Linked DNA regions of Drosophila melanogaster: region 2 is linked to region 1. The links are chromatin contacts, called in public targeted proximity ligation maps. All regions are on one chromosome and are shown on one strand. The core of a region is the stretch at or near the end of the contact, and the rest is flanking DNA. Distances in the headings are between cores, read along the strand shown. Region 1 holds the start of lncRNA:CR44133 (long non-coding RNA:CR44133). Region 2 overlaps tara (taranis).

The links.
Region 2: a contact with region 1 is called in a targeted proximity ligation map of the Kc167 cell line, with 2.3 times the contacts expected there. A contact is called at or near these places in 11 of 107 Hi-C or Micro-C datasets (the D17-c3 cell line, the Kc167 cell line, the OSC cell line and 1 more) and 2 of 7 datasets of targeted methods (both in the Kc167 cell line).

Annotation. Positions count from the first base shown.
Region 1 is chr3R:15,983,623-15,990,994 of dm6, reverse strand. It overlaps lncRNA:CR44133 (long non-coding RNA:CR44133), which reads right to left and starts at 4,814. Exons shown (of 2, transcript NR_074017.1): 1 at 4,208-4,814. srp (serpent) reads right to left here and starts at 4,843. Exons shown (of 8, transcript NM_001275690.1): 1 at 4,208-4,843.
Region 2 is chr3R:16,245,558-16,252,929 of dm6, reverse strand. The region is part of intron 1 of tara (taranis); the gene reads right to left. Among named protein-coding and RNA genes, the nearest start is that of bor, 15 kb to the left of the region's middle.

The DNA.
Region 1 (7,372 bases), core at 3,565-6,064:
AGCATGTGCAGTGTCAACAAACATGAGGATCTTGCTCCAGAGCGATCTCCCGAAACGATAAATCACTAGGAGATGCTATGCTAATGATGTGATTTATTACAAGTCCTTGGGAAAGGATAATCTTGTGGGTCTGCGGGCTAGGAGGTGCCCTTTTTCACACTCGATCTCCGATTGTCAATGGGCCGTGGCACAGCTCTCTGATTTTTGTTGGCGGAGGGGGGGAGGTTACCTATCGAATAGCCATTGTTTATGGCGAAAAGTCGTTTAATAAGTTTTGTACGATACATTGGGACATTAGTAAATCCACTGAGGTCCAATTCAAACAGAACATTCTTATTTGTATATCCCACGAGACCAAAGTGAAACGCACACGTACTCACGAAATCCAGGGTTTAATGCCACTAAGTTTGGCTTCAAACTATTTTGACATATTTATGGTGGCCGAAAATGGGTTACCCGGGGCAGGTTCCCCGCTCCACTCCCCTCAAACAAGTGTCAAGCGTGGCGAGTGTCTCACATATCAGGACGATGTACGATGATCGTTCATAGTCTCGGTGCCGATGTATTTATGCATTTTTAATATTTTCGTGTACATCGCGGCCATAAATATTGCGCTGGTAATCCAATACGCCACGGATCCATTTCATGAAGAGCTCTTTGTTGAGTGCTGAGTGTTCGCCTATCTTTTGGATACAAGTCGTTTGACTCCTTAAGCGCCAATTATCTGCATCGTTATGTGGTAGGCATTCAAATAAAACTCCTACAATAAACCGGCCAGATCCGATTCAAGTGGCCTGCGGCCTGCCACAAAGTTGTGCTCTTATCAAACCCATTTAATGGCCATTGAGAACATGTCTTTAACACTCTTTTAATGCAACAATAAGCGACTCAATTGTTTCGGGTTATCTTCCGATGCTGTGCGGAGATACAAGAATGGGAAAACTAACGATTTTGTCACATTTGATCAAATTAAGTTCAAAGATTTCTTAAAGTCAAGGATTAAAATTAACATTTTAAGGAATTATTAAACTAGTTTTTAGTAATATCTAAAAAAACACTGTTTTTTCAATGATAGTGTCCATTGGTATACAAACATATGAAAAAAAAGATTTTTCTGTTGCCCACATGTCAGTGTTAACAATCTTAGTAATTTTCCAATTTTATGCAAATACAATTTACATGGCATACTTATCCAATTTGTAGAATCAACACTGGCGCATGTGACGTTGAATTAAATAAGTAAACACATCATTAGGTAATATGGTCAAGCGGCTTTGCTTGGAACAATCCCCGACTGACTTTCCTGGACTGGCCGAACATATTTTCTGCACATTTGAGAGAAGTTTTTTCCCACAGCCGGACAAACAAAAAACGTCAATTGAACCTATTTAAATAGAGTTAGTATTGGAAACTGTCAAGAAGCCACGATTAAGCCGCAATGATCAGCGCTAATCGGCCGGCCAAGCCGCAGACGGCTGCCATTTGCCCGTTCAGGTAGGATTCCCATTTCGGGTGACCCGTCCAGGTAAGCGGATAGTTAGTGGCCTGCGGCACGGTAAACAGGACAAAATGGCAACACGCGCCGACACGATACAAATCGATCGTGGCAAGGGGAAGGGGACAGCGGACAACAGACAGGACACCCAGGGGATGCGGTTGTTATTGTTATTGCCGCATCTCGTGCTCACTTGGTTCCCTCGATCCCTTCGATGTCCTTCAAGATCCTTTCGCTCTCGGACCAAGCAAATAAACAGAATTATGAATTTGTTTTCGCTGACAACGTCAGGGAAAATATTGTCCCTTCCATTGTTGGGTTATATAATTTTCGAAAATATGTTTTTACTTTTCGTCGTTAGCCACGTGTGTACCTAGAGCTGGCGCTTTATAATTAGGGCGTCCACTTGAAAAACATTTCGAATCGCTTCTCTGATGATTTTTTAATGGTGCGCTTAAGTGACAATCGCTGTTGGTGGGCCTCTAATGCGGAGACTATTTGAAAGCATTATATTGAAATATCTTCTATTATAAATTAATGAAAAAAGTCTTAATAAATATTTTTTAAAAAATTGTGTTCAGAATGTAATAATAGTGTATGTATTAAACTACATGACTATTTCCAGATAATTCAATCCATATGAACCTTTTTTAGGCCCTTGGAAACACTAAAGAACTTTATCGGGGTCCAAGTTATACAGCCGTAGGATAGCTTGCAATTAGCATAAACAAATGCGGTATACGGAAAACTACCAATCAGATAAATGGAATTCCCCCATTAAAAACCGATCCGAAGCAATCCCAAAAATAGAGCATATCCATTCATAAAAAGGAATGGCAAATGAATCAGGACACGGGAATTTCCCAGCCCCGAAACAAAATTTATGAATGGAAGACGCGGACGCTAAACGGACAAGTCCTAAACTCATTAATTTTTATGCGGACAGTGAAAGTAAGGTTGGGTAATTAAAGTTCCGCAGCGGAGAACAATGCAAGTCGGAGCGATGACGGGGCACGGTGTCTGGGTGTTTGGGATCGGAATAGGGACTGGAAATGGTAATAGAACTGGGACTGAGACTGGGACTGGGCATATCCTGTCAAACACACATTATATTACGAAGTTGGACGGACAGACAGGTAACCAAGCCACTAGCAACAGGTACTCATTGAAGACCCAGTTAAGAGACACGCGCGGATACAGCTCATCCGCAGTGCTTGTGGCTCTATGTTTATATGGAGTAGGTGCGGTTTTTCCTAGAGTTTGGCGCACTCTGTGGATGTGTGTGCCAACCACAGAGGACTGGAACTGGAACTCGAACTGAAATCGGGACTGGGATAGGGACGTGGCCAGAGCAATTAACGATTAAGACAAACACGAGTGTCTTGTATCTTGTATCTTGTCTTTGGTGGATTGTTGTTTGCCGTACAGTTTGTTTGCGTTTCGGAATTTCACAAAAATTCTTTTATACTACAATTTTTACTTTACTTGTTCTGTTAATGTTTAATGTATGTGACTGTCCGTCATTGTTGGTTGTTTGTCCTCGGTTTGGTTTTGGTTTTGGTTTTTTTGTTTTTGCGGTGTTTATTGTCGCGGTTTCCTCCGCGGCACCCAAAAGTAAATCCCACTTGTTTGCGGATGCATTTCGCTATGGAGATGCACGTGTCAGGGGAGTCGGATGGCTGTGTGGGATGCATCCAGGGTTTCCCTGGAAAATCACTGGCTGAACAACAAAAGGCAATTGTCGGTTAACTACGACAATTCGCTTGACTATAATATGTGTGTGGTTATACAATATATATATATATATATATTTTTTTTGTATAATTAATTTTCAATATGGCTGACCTATGGCAGGAAGTCATGTGTGTATAGCAATGAATTTATGGGTACATAGTATAAGGCCCCACTACATTTATTTCATTTGTTTTGAAATTCTTTTCTTAAATGCTTATTTTTCTTGAATAATTTTTTCTTTTCATTTTTTCCCCACATACATATATTATACATATACATACAAGTCGATGTTGATAAGGCCTCGTTGTTGTCGTCGCCACAACTCAACGACCGCAGGGCCAAGTGGATCGGCAGCGGTACCATGGAACGGGACCCATCGTTTGGACTCGCATTTTGTTTTTCAGTCGTTTCAACCTCCTTATATATTTATATATATATACACATACATATATATAAAATATATACTCGGGCACGCATATGGGCACTTGCTGGGTGCCACTGCCTGGAGCTGTAAGGCAATGCCCCACCCCTTGGCTGGACGGGATCCGGAGTTTTGTGCTTTTTGGGTTCGTTGATCGTCATGCTGGTTTCTCGTAATCGACATAATTTTCCCTACTTTTCCCTGTCGGTCCCTTTTCAATTCCTTAAATTTTCTTAGACACTTTTTGCTTGGATGCATTCCACAACATTTAATAATCTTACTGCGACTTGAACTGAAATATTTATTCTTAGAAACCATTTTAAGCCTAAAACTCATTAAAATCATGACTGTTTGCAAAAAATGAATACAATGACTCATAATAATACGTACACTATGTCTTCCCAAGAGTTGTGACTAAACATTATGTGACATTTATTTATGTACATATGTAGCTTCATTTAGCACATATGCAACATTCCATTAGTATTATTTATGTTAGTTAAGACAATTGAGAGCAACTTCCCCCGAAGGCCAACAAATCGTCTGGTGAAACTTACCAAGTTGTCCATGGCCAGATTCCCATGCATATTCCGACAGCGATTGAAAATCCATTGTGGCTAGGTCCAGAATCGAGTGCTCGGATCCGTTGCGCTCATTATGAGGGGCGTTCGTTCGGCCCATGTGGTTTTCATCGATGATGACCGAGCCGCGGACATCTGGGCATCTGGCGATCTCAGGCGCTAAGCAAGCGTTAAATTTTCGGTTTCGATACTGTCCGGACTTTGAGGGGGCGTTAACCCGGCAAATGAAAGTGTCACACAGGTCACGCCGACGGATCACAACTCTTTCGGGGAACGATGAGGAGGCGGGTGGTGGCTTTTCCGGGCGCCCAACCGTCGATTATGTTGGTTAAACTCACGTCGCTTTTGTGGTTAAACACACGTTTGAAGGATTTCCCTTGCGCCGGCGCAACTTTCCTCACATTTTTCCACGCTCAAAGGGTTTTCTTCGGTTTCACGCCCAACAGATCACGGTGATAATCGCCGGGACACGACCCACGAATCCGCACCGGTGTGCCGGATGCAATCGATAGGATGGGATGGCACGGGATGGGTTCGGTTGGGAGTGGACCCGACCAGACCCGCATCCGAGCTCCGACCTACTACTACAACTTTTCAAATGCTACTCGGCCGGGAGCCACCCAAAGCAATGCGAGTAAAATATTCTTGATTAAAACTTATCAGAGCACATTTCATATCACCTTTTCAAAAACGCAACAACAGCAAAGTAACGATTGTACTTATTATCGGCGACGCAACCGTCGAACTCATTGCGCCGTGTACTCGGTACTTTGGCGTAGTTTGGCTGTCGCCGGTTCCGCTGATTGGACGCCGCCAAGATATGGCTATCTGAGCCGGGCCCGATTCCGATTCCACGATTGCCAGCCCCACAGGCGCCATCTCCGCCGCATGGACGCCACACGGGAGCGAGCAGGACGCTGGCACAGATAGAGCGAGAGGCAGGGTGGGCGATACCAAAACACGATTTGATTAAGTTGCATCACGCGTCGGTCGCGCGACTATCCTTATCGGGGCAACTCTCGCTCTCCGACTTGGTGAGTATATGCCATAGGTCCTTATCATCTGGCCTGCTTTGGCCAGATTTGATTTGGTGACGACAGCATTCGGAATCTGGCCACTATAGCGGAATGTACATAAGTTCCTGTTTCGAATGCTTACCAAACAGTAGAGAAAGGATCTTTAACCAACTTACTAAAAAAAAATATATATAAATTCCCCCAGATCCAATCCTGTAAATACCCAATTTCTAATTATTTCTCAAAGATACAAGCTCTTCCAAACTAATCTTTTTCTAAATCAAAAATATAAGTTCCTAATATAAATCCCACTTTTCTCTTTTATATCTAAGATATTTTCCGGTTTAGTAAAGATGGTTTATGAAAGATATAACATTTTTTTTGCGCTCAATAAATAGAGACTGATCTACATTAAACCAAACCGATAACAAAGCCTGGCAGACGACCTTGCCTATCTATGGCACTCCTACTATTCTCCCTACACACCCCCCCTTTCGATGAAGTTTATGATGAAGTTTATTTCCCACCAGGGAAATGCCAAAGAGTCTGGTAATTTTAAAAAACTAAAAAGCAAGCACGTTTCCAAAAAAAAACGATAAAAAAATGTAAAGATATTCCTATCTAATAGCAAAATGCCGGCTCTTATGACGTCACGCGTCGTGATAAGAGAACCAGTAATCAAGAAACAATAACAAAAAGCTGAGAACAAACATATTGCAAACAGAAACATTGATAAAACCAGACGAATCAGAAGCAAGGAGCGGGTGACGAGGCGAAAACAATGCTGGCGAGATAAGGAGGTAAATAACCTGGCGGAAAACTTTAAGTCGGCGCCTCGCCGGGCAGACCAAGATCCGACCCAGCCAGTAGGGAGAGGAGGAGGCCCTGGCCACAGGGTGCGGGTCACCCATGCGGGGAGGAGTCGAGGAGGAGACATTGCGATAAGGATGCAAGGGTGCGGGTGCGGGTGCTGGACTATCAGTAGTAGCAGTAGCAAAGTCCGGAAGATGCCTTGTGGTCAGAAGATAAAAGGCCAAAGTGAGTGGGTAAGAGAAAAGGGAATGCACTGAGAAGAATGCAGAGGCAAAGATTGTAAGATACTATTAATAACCTATTTTAATAACCTATTATCTTGTCATCATGTTATTTTAGATACTATTACTACATTTCATTTAAACTATCCTGCTACGTTTAGCTTTAATCATGTACAGAATTTCATATTTGAAATCTGTATAAGATCTGGTATATTTTTTCTCGCAGTGTTATATAGCGAGTGGAAAATCGTAGCTTATCAGCCACCGACTTTAACTCGGGACTTGCTTTTGTTTTGTTTGAGCTGACTCTTATAATACAATTTAATAATGACCATTATAAAGAAACTGGGGAAGACGGGCATTACTACGGGCCAGAGATAAGGCCATCCTGTACCACGCACCGAATCCCTCGTACTGCTGCAGGAATTATTATTGTTTTGGAGTATTGAGACACAGACTCCATTACGATCGGGTCGCGTTTAGCACCCCTCGTAGACATAAATAATCTACTCCATGGATGGATGGTGTGCCCATGCCATAATCCGCAGCCATTTCATCGTGACGAAGCACAGATAAGCCGGGTTTTGTATTAATCGAAAGCAAACCAAATTGAAAACTAAATCGGGTATGCTGTGTGGTGGTAAGGGGTCAACTAACTATATTTACTAGCTGGGGCACTTTTAATGGGCTGACACAACTGATAGCCCCATCAAATTTCAAGGTACTAGGGTCACAGCCGACCAGATTCCGAATGAGAACGACGGAAAGTACATAAATATTCCTCTTTCGCCAGTCGAGCAAATAGCTCTTCTGATAAATGAAACACAAAATCGATTTCAGCCGATCGATCTGATAAATCGTGGCAATATGAACACATTAGTCAATAAAATGAGCCGTGACTATGGAAACAATTGGTCAGGGTGAAATTAGGTGTCTTATTGTGAGGGACAGAAGTAAATATTTAGTAAGCAAATTATGCACTCAAACATTAATTTTTCAGGGCAAACAATTGTATTTGCCATTGCTGATAAGACTATTTAAAAACATCAAAATTTGAATTCTTTCTTTTGGTCTCTCTGTATTCTCGATAC
Region 2 (7,372 bases), core at 1,585-4,084, 260 kb before region 1:
TCATCATAATAAAAATGAATTGAATTGAAGACATGGGCGAAGACGCACCACCCGCTCTCCCACTCTTCTTACACAGCGGGCACAGCTCTCCTAGTTTCATATGTTGGTGGATGTGGATCTGGATGTGGATGGGAAGCTCAAGATGACGCCGATATGGTGGCTAGTCCCTCGGAGTTTCCCATGCTGGCTTGGTTATTTTTCCCTCCCTCATGGTGAAAACTTTGAATGCAAACACCCACAACAATAACAGAGCGGGCGAGCTATTTGCTTATAGCGGCACATGACGATGTGGGAACGGAAAGATTTTCGAGCCCGGCTTTCCCACTAACGTTGAACTTGCACAATCGGAGGTATAGCATTTGTAATGTTAAAGTTTATATCAACTATACAACTAAAAGTTCAGAAGAATTTAAAAAAAATCAGTAAAAGCTTTTCATATTTTTACCTAAGATCCAGAGAGTAGAGTTATGCTTACGAAAATATATAAAAATACTTTATTCTAACAAATATTTTGGACTACAATTTAACTGTATCAATGAATATTTGTAAAATGGTTGGTCCACTCCATAGATGTAAGACTGTTTACCCAAACATGAATCAAGGCTGTGCTCGAGCTATCTATGGTTGGGCTATGGTTTTTGGGGTGGTGGGGAGTTTGTGGGTTGCGTTGTATGAGGCAGACTTTTTTGATGTGCGCATATTTTGCGTCGGCCATTTCATGTTGCCGCACCACGGAGTTCGCCGCACGACTGACAGACACAAAACCCCCGATTCCGATTCCGATTCCGATACGAGTTTCGAGTGCGAGTCCGAGTCCCCGTGTCGATGTGGGGACGTCGATTGGCAGCAGAGGCGGAGGCAGCGGTCGCGACGGAGACAGGAAGCCACCGCGACGGCGGCGTCGTCGACCAAATCAGCTGTTTTTGGCGAATTAGAGCAATTTTCAATGCGCGCCGCTTGCTGTTTCTGCCTTCTTTTTTTGCGGCTTTTTGTTGCGCTTCATGTCGAAGATTTATAAGCAGCGACGCCGGCAGCGAAGTTAGCATCGCAATTGGTGACATTGAAAATTTGCAAGGCATCTCTCGCTCTTCCCACTTTGCGTACGTGAATGTGTATGGTGTTTGTGATTTTGCGAAATGGGGGAACAGCTGACAGCATACATTACCCATACGAGAGGAGGCCAAGTGGGGGGAAGTGGGGGTTAAGAATGGTAACTTTTGGTCAATGAACCATACCTCCCAACCTCGCCTCCTTTCCGGCAAAGGCAACTCAGCTGTTTGCGAGATGTGTACGGCAGAGTGAGGCTTTCGTGAAACGTGAGTCGAGACCCTTACAAATCCCAATACCAACCATCCAACCAACCCATATCATCCCATTCCATTGTAAGCCGCCGAAGGGTCGGGAGAGCATTTCTACCTAAGGTCGAGAACCATAATCCCCGAAAAGGATGCAGCGCATTAGACACGCCAGTGAGTTCGGGCTCAATTTCGGTTTTCTAGGATTGCTGCACTCACTTTCTACCTGACCATCCCAAGCGATCCATCAATATGTCATTCCGACTGTCGAGACTTTAAGGACGAATTCGACTGTGATTGAACCATTGCCAAGTAGCGGGGCGACTCGAAATGGGAATGAAATTGCCAGGAAATCAACCTGTTGGTCGATTGATAGCCCTGCTAATAAGAAGTAGTCTGAGCAATACCTGTATGCTGTTGGGAACCTCCTTTGATAGGAATATTGACACCAACTTATTTGTTTTAAACTCTAATTTCATGAACATTAAAATCATGATCACACAGATTCTGTAGCCAACTTTATAAAGTTATTTTTATATGTGAATATTAATAACAATATGAACCTTAAAAAGTAACTTTTATATAACATCCGCCAGTAATTTATTTTTATGCGAATCCGTTTAAGATTTTTGTAAAATAACTAACTTGTTCAAATACACTGGAATCGTGTCTAAAGATCTCAAAAATCAAGCGTCTTTGAACATTGGAATAAAAAGGCGAAATAGGAATCCCCAGCTGATGGTCTCCCGAACGCAATAGCTGCTTCTCCACTGGGCAGATAGCCGATGATCATCGATCTGCATGCAAAAATTTTTGCCGTACGGCTCTTATCACGCAGACCAGCTGATAAGACAAGAGAACGAGTAGAGCGAACAGAGCCAAAGAGCCAGAGCATTGCGTCAAGTGCGCTAATCGCTCCGAATCGGAACCAGGGCTACAGGCAACGAGCAACAACAATTGCCGTTAACAATTGTCAGAGCGACAGCACACTGCGCAAATTGCACGTCGCGCAGTGTACGAGGCAACAACAGCTATCAAGGCGTACGTACGTACATTCACCAAGCCGCTTGGTAAACACAAAATTACAAAAACAAAAAATACCATGAAAAAAACTGTGGGTATATATGTATGTAAGTACATACAGCCCCAACCAACAAAGACTCCACTCCACATCCCATGCCTACATATGTATGTATGTACATCCACAGCTACATCCAATGTTGCTGACTCGACTCACCGCATACATACAGACGCTCCGTTCGTATATATGTAAAAACATGTACAAGCGAACGAGCCGAACGACCGACACACGAAGTACAGTCGCACAGTTAAAAATAAAGTATGGGCCGCTGCAACGCAGAGGGGTAAAGGGAGATGACACGAGAGAGAAGGAAGGCAAAGAGAAGAAGAAGAGAGCGAGCGAGGGCAAAACAACAAAGCGAATGCTGGTAAATAATGATGATGGAACCAGTGTGCTGTATATGTATGTAGGCATGTGTTCGTATGCGTGTGTGTGTATACTGCACAGTAAAATTTCATGTATTAAAATCGCTTGTTCGTGTATATGCACTGTACAGGGTAAGAGCTGCCATCGCTGTGCTGTTGATAGCGAGGGACGTAATATCGCAACTTTTGCCGTTCCAAAAGCACGGAGCCAAGCGAACGTTCGTTCGTTCGTTCGCTGGTTCGTTCGAGTTTAATTTTGTAGTACGTAGCAGGAAAAAAAAGAAACGACGAAAAAATAAATGATGGCGGCAACAACAACGACAACAACAGCGACGACTCGTCGTCGACTGAGTTGGCAGTGTTGCGTTCCGATTTTCGTCGAAAATATTTTTGTTTCTTTTTGCGTTTCGAAAACACTCGAAGTGCTAAAGAAAGAAGAGTAGAGCAGGGAAGAAGAAGACGAACAGGCAGAGGCTTACAGCGACCGTTTTTCTAGTGCGTTTCGCTTAGAATGGCAAAAATCTCAAAGGGGACGAAGAATTCCACCCAAAAACCCCCCACTTTCAGTTGTAGTATGGTAAGTGGTAAGTACGGCGCGCTCGTTTTTGCGAAGGTTGCTAGCGTGGTGGGATAACGGATGTTGGATATTGTATTCGTCGGATGTCGGACAACGGCCGCAGCGTAGCGCGCGCAAATTCACGTAGTTTGAATCGGATTCGGATTTGGACTCGCCAGCGCAGCGCCACAAAGCTAACGGATCGAACCAAGGTTGCCCGCTGGCATTTTCCTACGGCATGAGGCAATCAAAATGCGAAGATACTGTCGAAGTACACGGAAAGATAAAGACTTTATAGAAAACCTGGAGGATTGTTTACAGCTTTTGGGAGTTATATGTATGCTATGTTATACATTAAGGAATATAGTAGTAGTTTTATAAGAAAGCGCAGTTTATTTTGTAGCAAAGGAGTTTTTAGTCGATAGTTTTTAGGTCGATCTTGATCGCAAACAAATCAACAACTTTTAGTATATAAAATTTAGAATCTACTTTTTATGGCCATAGTGATCTGATCGTATATTCCGATCAATGCTAACATGTGTACATAGGTACTTTTCATATTCTATCTCAGTTGATCTTGAAGTTTTGGATTTATCGCGAAACCTAATCTGTGTGTCCTTTATTTAACGATTCCTTGGTTAACACTCTTTAAGGGCTGCCTTGCCGCTTTAACCCATGTCCGCCCACGAGCGCCCATCCGTGACTATGACGCCAACTCCCGGACTCCCGCACTCGTATATTCCGGCTCTGCTTCGATACGGCCGCCCACACATACATACAACTCTCCCCCGATGGCAGTTCCCCCTTATAACACCGTGGACTGTTTATAAAATAACCTTATTTTGCACATGTACACGGGTTTTCGTTGTGCTGGTGTGTGTGTAAGCTCCATCAGCTCCACGGAGGGTTGGGTGATTCCTACTCTTCCCGAGACACCCTCTCTGCTTTTCCGTCTCTCTCTTTCTGGCACTTTATGCCTGACATTATTATAATATTATATTCCTTATAATAATGGGTTGGCAGCACAGGCAGCCGAAAACCACCTACATCCATATACCAACCGTCCAACCACCCATCTGCCATCAGCCCTCCCATATCCTTCGCCTCATCCCAACCCCTCTCATCGAGTCGAGTTGGCGACCCTGCGCAGTAAAGTCGAGCCGGCTTTTCTCTATCGTACGACCCTACGCTCCATACTCCGACATCCCCCTTATAAAATCAACCCAAGCCACCCACTCTGAATACTTCTCGTGTTGGGTGTGGTGAGATATACCGTGTGACGTATAAAAGCTAAAAACGTTGGCAAATATAATGAAATTGGGTGAAATGCTATGCCACCCACTGTACCTCCCATTAACCCCCAAGTTCTGGCATAATAAAGCCTACCAAACAGGACGAGAAATGCGCTGGGTTTTGGCTGGATTGATGGTGGTGGTGGTGCTGCTGCTCTGCTGTCGGCGCTAGTGGTGGTGGTGGTTTTGGGCCATCCACTAGTATGAAAACCACTTTTCCAATTGCACGTACACCACTACGTGGGCTGAGCAAAAGAGAAAGGGAGTGCGGAAGAGAGAAAGAGAGATGGAATGTTTCAAACCACTCCACTGCCTTCCCCTTTTTTGCCGTACTCAATTGCTGCTGTTGTTGTTGTGTGGGTGGTGGGGCGGTTGTCAGAGAGAGAGCAGTGAGCGAAATGAAAATGGAAGCGAGGACATGCGGAGCAGGCAGGACGAACAAATGTACACAGTGGAAAATTAAATTAAAGTGGAATTTCTGCTATGCGTATTTGAAAATTTAAAATTTGTATTTTAAAGGATGCATTAAAACTGTGCAAGTGCAATTGATTGACAAGCTGTGCTTTCAGTAGGACGATATTGGGTGCATTATTTTTGCCAGTGTGCTTGGGTGGGTGGAGAATTGGGGTGGACCATGTAGTGGTGAGCTGGGAGGGCCTTGCTCTGTCGCTGCTCTGCGTACGATAACTTTAATTTGGCTTAATGGAAATTTTCGCTGGCGCTCTCGTAGTACTGTTATCCTTAAGCAAACCCGTGGATCCTGCTCCTGTTTCGCTCTCCACCCCAGCCTCCGTCTCAGTTACCCAACTGGCCATCGTCCATGGTCTATGGTCCGCGTGCTAAGTAGGTGACGCAACCGCAAATTTGCGGCTGGCGATTTAATAATGCTAATGGTGTGCGTGTGGAAGTGCATTGGTAGTTGGACATTGCACGTGTAGTGGCTTCTGTTGCTGTTGTTGTTGTTCGCGCCCTGGACCGTCTGAGAGTCACGTCATCATCACACGGCCGTCGTCGTCATCGTCGAGCCATTTACGTCGTCGCCAGCCGGTAATTCCCCGAACCCATAGCCATAGTCATAGCCATAGCCATGGCCATAGCCATATAGCCACATCATCCCCCCCTCAGGTGGTGCAAACAAGTGCAAGTGATGCGCATTCATTGATAAGATTTCGTGCCACAACTCGCCGCTGCCAGCTGTCTTTGTATGTTGCCCGTGGATGTGTGGGCATACATTAAGCCAAGCCGAGCCAAGTTAAGACCGCGTTGCCATATACGCTCTGTGCGAGCAAATCTTTCAATCGGTCAACAGGGAACCTAAAGAGGCACAGCGATTGTTTTACAGCCAACTTGCCACGCTCTCTGTTGTGGTTAAAAAACAGCTGTTAACAACGGCGCTACTTGCATGTCATCAGTGATAAGCACCAGTTCTAGAAACGCTAGTGATCCACCTTCAAATCCCTTAACTAGCTAACTTGTGGTTTGTTGAACCCACCGACTACGATAGCTCTTATCTAGGGATCTGAACTTAACCCTCGCCCCATTCGAAAGTCATTAACAAGGGGCTCGGTTTTATGGGGCTAATACAGCAACTGAAATATTAATTGGTGTAGGACTACCGATAGTTATTAAAAGTGTGCAATGATAGAGCAATTTACAATGGGTCAAAGAGTAGGTATCACTGATTATAACTTAATTGAGAGCTACTCTCGTGTACAAGGTATAAGGCTTAAATTTTTTCATAAAGGTTAAGAAACAAGTATTGTAAAATTCTTGATACTTCGTACAGTCAGGTATATCTAGCAGGTCCATAACTTAGTTTGGATTTTTATCCTGTTTCACCAGCGGGACGAAACAAAAGTCGTGACTGGGACTCAAATCGCTCATGCGACGCGGTGCCATCGCCCGTCCCCTTTCGTGGCAGTCTTTTGTTTACATTTTTAGAAGACTGGTAACACAACAAAAGAAGGGAACAAAAATAAAGAAATACCAACTCCTCCTTCTCTTATTTGATTATACATTCCTCATTGAGCAATTTGCGTTGTCGTGTTGCACTTGACCCAAGGAGCCGGCAACAAGTTAAGATGCGAGGGCAAATTAAGGGAGCCAGAGCATCCAAGGATAATGGTATTAATGGGGCACACTCACATATACATCCTCCGTGGCATGGTTGAAGCCCCCTGAAGGCATTTATTTTATGGCTGCCCCAGACACCAGACACATGTGTGTGCGTATCCTTCGCTCCACTCACACACTCATGCAAATATAGCAGCGGCTATGTGGCTATATGTGCAACCAAAGCGTAACCAAAACCAAACCAACCAAGTCGCGATTTTCATTCATAAAATCGAAGAGCCAAAGAAAATGGGCAACGAAGGAAGCTGCTGCTTCTGCTACTGCTGGTGCTGCGCAGCCAACGTCGCTGCTACCAATAACTCAAAAGGCGCGCGCATTTCAGCGCACTTGTGTTAATGTATCTGAAAGTGAAATCACCATCACCAAAGGCGGCCGCCTCCTATATTCCATGTACACATCCGTGCCATGCCGGTCCGGCGCCAACTCCAAACTATTATTTGCCAGGCCTGTGCTTTTGCCTCTGCCTCTGCAGCTGCTGCTGCCTCGGCCGCAGTCGCAGTCGCTGCCGCGGCTGACGGCGCTGCCTGCTCAATTAAGTGAATTAAGTCTCGTGCCGGAATTTGCACCCCCCCAAAAACACCAAGCCAAACGAGCAGCCAAAACGACGAGGCGGAACGAAAACAACAACAATTCAGAGCAGCATATGACCA